Linked DNA regions of Gossypium hirsutum: region 1 is linked to region 2. Evidence: chromatin contacts called from public Hi-C data. All regions are on one chromosome and are shown on one strand. Each heading gives the region's core, a stretch centred on a gene start, on an enhancer-like site or on the middle of the called end of the contact. The rest is flanking DNA. Distances are from core to core; before and after follow the strand shown.

Region 1 (2,863 bases), core at 64-2,563, 330 kb before region 2:
AATAATTATACAAATTATTTAAGAAACTACTCTAATAAACCTGGACAATTGTTTGTCAGATTTATTTTGAATATTTTTCTAATATATTCTTAATATTTTTTATAATTTTATAATTATTTAAAAAATCACATGGACATGAGTTGTCAAATAATTGTTTAAAAATTTATCTATATATATATATTTTACTTTTAAATATTTATTGATATGGCGAAATATTACATCAATATGAAAATATGTGGCATGTCACGTGTTGTTTTACTTATTGCTTCATTAACTACATTATCATTTATTGATAAAATGAATAAAATTTTTAATAAAAGAAATAATTTATTGTTTGTTTTAAATTATATAAACTATATTTGATTCCTAATAAATAATTAAAATAGTGTTTATCTGATTTACATGGTTCAACCGTCTCATAATATTTGTTTTCTGAAAACAAAACTTACGAATAGGATTCCTATCTTAATTTAGTGAAAAAGAATATCACCATATTAAACCAGTGGAGCATTATTTTTCTAGAAATTTTATCACATATAAATGCGTGTGAAAATAATATATTTAAAATATATACGTATTTATATATAATAAGCAATAAAACATATAGTTTAAAATTGATTAATTATAATTATACATAAAATATATATGATATTGAAATAAAAATTTATATTAAATTATGAGTAAAACGAAATTTAAATACATAAATATAGAAAACAAAATTTAATCATAATACTAAATGCATTACAATTATTTATCATGATTTTGTCATCAATTGTGAATTAGTATTGAGTTGACTTTTAACACCAACACAATTAATAACATTGTTAATATATACAATTGGTGGAGATGATAAATTGTGGATATTAAAATAAAAATGGATAAAATATATTAAAATGTAACTTTGATTGAATGATAAATTGAATATTTTACTAATTCAATTAGTACGAGTTCAAATCTTATTATAGACATATATTTATTGATTTTTATTATAATATAAAGACTAAAATACAATTAAATAATATAACTTATTTTAATTATGAAATGATATTTTTATAAATTTTCTAATTAAATTAATGTCCGATGACTTGTAACACCAAATAAGTTTATTAAAAATTAAATAAAATATTAACTCCCTTATTCTTAAACTAATTATTTTTAACGATATCCTGCAGTGATTTTCGTTTTTTGTTAATTAAGAAAATGGAAAGAAAAAGAAAGAAAAAAAGATTCCGATTTTTAAAAAAAGGGGGAATATCTTGATTGTTTTCCGAGAAGAAATATATGAGCAAAAATGTATGGCTAATTTCGAGCCGCTATATCCATACCTAACCCCGTTGAATTTTCAGACACTATAAATAAGATGAATGCCAGCGTGACACAAACTACTGGCATCCTTCTTTCGCACCTTTATGGCCTCAACCATGGATGATAGCCGTCACAAAGACGCCACCTCCTCATCTACTTGTTTCTCTCACTTTTGCTCTTCAGCTCTTAGAGCCAAGACCCTCAAGTCATCCTCCTCCACTAACAATTCTAGCGATGGCCTTATCCGCCGTCTCGGCGTCTTCGATCTCATCCTACTCGGCGTCGGCGCCTCTATCGGTGCCGGCATATTCGTTGTCACCGGAACCGTCGCTCGTGATGCCGGTCCAGGTCCGCTCCAATTCTTTACTTTTTGGTTCTATTGGATCGCAGATATCGTTTCTGCTTTAGATTTTGTTGCGATTTTCTGAATCTGTTTTTGCAGGAGTGACTATTAGTTTCATACTCGCGGGAGCATCGTGTGTGTTGAACGCGTTGTGCTACGCGGAGTTAGCTTCACGGTTTCCCGCCGTAGTCGGAGGCGCGTACTTGTACGCGTACACGGCCTTCAATGAAATTACGGCTTTCCTTGTATTCATGCAATTAATGTTGGATTATCATATCGGAGCAGCTAGTATTGCCCGTAGCTTAGCTAGCTACGTGGCTACCATTTTCGAGCTCATCCCTGCTTTGAAAGGAAACATACCTCCCTGGGTTGGTCATGGTGGTCAAGAATTCTTTGGAGGAACTTTGTCTATCAATATCCTGGCTCCGATTCTTCTTGCCGTGTTGACTGTTATCCTCTGTCTTGGTGTTGGAGAATCTTCTGCTGTTAATTCTTTCATGACTGCAGCCAAGGTACCCTCCTTTCAGGACTTCGTTTGTTTTCTATATTCTGATTATACCCGTTTTTCCTTTTTCTGAGAGTAAAAAAGGACAAAGATTGTACTCGGATACAAAAATCAACAAGATTTGTGAATAATTAAAAGTTAACATTTGGCCTTTGGTGAAAGGAAGAAACAGAGGGGGAGGAAAAAAGTGAAATGGGAGTGATTGTAACTGATTTCCGCATTAACTGTGTTGCAGGTTGTCATCGTTATTTTTGTCATTATTGTTGGATCTTTCAAAGTTGATGTAGATAATTGGTCTCCTTTTGCTCCCAATGGTGTTAAACATATATTTACGGGAGCAACCGTAGTATTCTTTGCATATGTTGGATTTGACGCGGTTGCTAATTCTGCTGAAGAATCAAAGAGACCTCAGGTAATCTTATTTTGAAAGCAACTCAATGTCTTGTCATTCAAAGTATTGTAATTTATGTTACTATGCTTTATCTTGTATTGTATTGTTTTATAGTGTCTGCATGTTATTTGTAGTTTCATTCTTTATATCTTCTCTGTTTTAATTTTGATATTTCAGCGTGATTTGCCAATCGGAATTTTGGGAAGTCTGCTTGTATGTGTTATTTTATACGTTGGTGTTTGCTTAGTGCTCACCGGGATGGTACCTTACAACCTCCTTGGCGAGGATGCTCCTTTATCTGAAGCGTTTACATCCAAGG
Region 2 (2,822 bases), core at 38-2,537:
ACCTGATGAAATATCTCCAGCTTCTTCGAATAAAGAAAGAAACTGGTTTAGGGTTCCAAACACCGAGGGCATACAAAAGTGCATCAAAGCCCAGAGTTCAGTGAGATTGTTCTGAATAGGAGTACCAGTCATCAACAACCGTCTTGGCATAATAAACCTATCGTTAAGGACATTATACAGTACCTGTCAAGATCTACAAATTAGAATGTCTTATTTAAGCAATTATATCAAACTTACTTAGAAATTAATATATAAACTACAATACCATAAAAGAAATATGAAGAAGAACATTAAAAGATATATCTTGCTATCTTAACCATACGCTGGAAGGATTTTTAAGCCTTTGAGCTTCATCTATTACAGCATAATGCCAGGGTATTTGAGAGAGAAAATCTTGATCGATCAATGCTATGTCATATGTTGTTAAGAGCACATCAAAGGGTAAGGATGGAACCTACAACATACGGGAAGCTTCCTCAAACAAGTTGGTAAGAGACAACTGATGTTTCAATACACTCAGTACCAGAACAAAACAACTACTTTGGCGGACAGATTTCAAACATAATGCAAACACATAGCAAGAAACTCACATTTGATGATGACTTCTCTTTCACGTGCTCATATATAGTCTTAAGTAGACTTCGCCGGTGTTCTTTGTCACCGACATACCTAAGAACTTCTAATTTAGGCGTAAATTTAACTATCTCTGACACCCAGCCGTCTGTTACACTTAAGGGACAAAGCACCACTACAATATAATTTTGACAACAATGAGAAATCAAGGTATATATATATATATATATAAGCCCAGCCACCTCAAAATTCTTAAAATCAAACCAAAAGTTCCAACTCACAAAATGGCCCTGGTGACTTCTGATGGACCTTCAAATAGCTCAAGAAGGAAATAGCTTGAAGAGTCTTCCCCAATCCCATCTGTCAACCATTGTCAAATTACGGAAATTATTATATACAAAAGTTTAGTGGGAGAATTACCGCTATATTTACAAATTTTAATTCAATTTTGAAAAAGGAACAAACCTCATCCCCTGCAATATGAATTCAAGAAATAGAAAAAAAAACTTACATGTTAGAAGCTAAATTTTTCAATGGTAATGATTTCAGAACTAAAAAGACAAAAAAGGAGCTACCAAGAACGACGTTGACGCCAAGAACATATCTCCTAACAAGCCAAGACACTCCGTCGACTTGGTGAGGTTTTAGCGTCGCGGTGACTCCAAACTCTACACAATCCACCGTATCGTCTCCGGCGCGTTCATCGTACGCGAGGACGATTTTGGCCGCGGCTTTAAGCCTCTGTTCGTAATTCAAGAAGCTGTTTTCATCAGATTTGTTGTTTTGTGAAATTGGAAGGAGTTTCCGGGTTTTAGATTTGGCGGCCGATTTCAAAAAAAGGGAAAGCGTGGAAGGAAAGCTAAAAAGTTTCAACGGCGCCGATCCACGTGGCTGCAATCCAGGTTCAGCGAGTCTTAGGTGGAAAGCATGTTTTAAATGCTATAACGCCCGGCCCAAATATAACCCAGTAGAGAACAAATAAGAAAATTCCATAAAATAATAATATTTAGGTAGGTAAAATTTCCGTTTGTTTGGTTTTCGTAGTCATCACTAAATTCTTAACGGGTTAACTCTAAAATGCTTTAAGTTATATTTTAATTATTTATATTTAAAATATTATATTTTAATCACTTATATAACTGTGTTACAATATTTTAGTCATTGAATGTTGATTTTTATTGACAGTGTAATAGTAAGTTGATGTAACACGTTAAATTATTATTCTAAACAAAAATTTTAGGTTAAATCATACAATTGGTCACTATATTTTTTTGTTTTGAGCAATTTATTTTTTTCTTTTATATTTTTTAACTTTTTTTTTGTTCTCTTCTCTATCTCCCTCTGTTTTCCTCCCTTTTTTATTTTTTTAATGTAATTTTTCTATGTTTTTCATTTGTTAAAAATAGCCTCATACTTTTTTTAAACAATTTAAATTGGGAAAATCAATCAAAGAGACGGAGAAGCAAAAGAGAATGGAAAATAAAGAAAAAAAGAAGAAGTTAAAAGAACATAAAAGAAAAAATTAAATTGCTCAAAAAAAATATGGGGATCAATTGTATAATTTAACCTAAATTTTTTTTTGAAATGATGATTTAACTTGACACATCAGCTTACGATTACAGCGTTAACGATAATTAACGGTTCAATAACTAAAATATTACAACAAGTTAACGTAAGTGACTAAAACATTGTAACAGCCTAATTTTCAGTGGTGTCGAAAACAGTGATTCGAGATCACTAAATCTGACAAGTGAATTGAAAGTTTAATAAATTAAAATAAAGGAGCCAAGTGTGGCATTAAAAATATTTTTAAATTAGTGAATTTTGTGATTTGAAAGGAAATTATTAGGAAATCGGGTCAAAAACGAGGTATCGAGACCTCGAAATATTTATGGAGTGTTATTGAGTTAGTATTAAAGTTTCGTTAGAAAATTTTAATGTTTTGATAGTTAATTAATTAAAAAAGATTAAATTGTAAAAGGTGCAAAATTTGTTAAATAGTGATAAATAGCTTAAGTGCCTAATAAGGAGGGATTTAAAAGCAAATTAGACCCAAATTATATAGGCTGGACGGTTTGGACAAGAAAATTAGCAAGAAAGTAAGGTGAAATAAGGGTAAAATTGGAAATTTTGCAAATTAAACCAATAAAACAAAGACAAAATTGAAAAATCTAGAGATTTCATCATTTTTCTTCAGCAAAAAGTCATAGAAGGTCTGGAATAAGCTGGTTTTTCATATTTCTGCACCA

What was found. Hi-C and Micro-C count contacts between places; a contact is called where the count stands out from the background.
Region 1: a contact with region 2 is called in a Hi-C map of anther, with 4 times the contacts expected there. The contact joins the promoter of LOC107929673 here to the enhancer-like site in region 2. A contact is called at or near these places in 3 of 34 Hi-C or Micro-C datasets (anther and leaf).

The regions. Positions count from the first base shown.
Region 1 is chrA08:106,464,747-106,467,609 of Gossypium_hirsutum_v2.1, reverse strand. It overlaps LOC107929673 (cationic amino acid transporter 9, chloroplastic), which reads left to right and starts at 1,313. Exons shown (of 8, transcript XM_016861165.2): 1 at 1,313-1,653; 2 at 1,748-2,160; 3 at 2,389-2,565; 4 at 2,722-2,863. The coding sequence starts at 1,410.
Region 2 is chrA08:106,137,541-106,140,362 of Gossypium_hirsutum_v2.1, reverse strand. It overlaps the pseudogene LOC121204491. Among protein-coding and RNA genes, the nearest start is that of LOC121204492, 7.1 kb to the left of the region's middle. Within about 2 kb of position 1,287, at least 8 of the 9 cell types and tissues checked have an H3K27ac peak or open chromatin away from gene starts, as enhancers often do. A contact at or near this core is called in leaf, where this site is marked.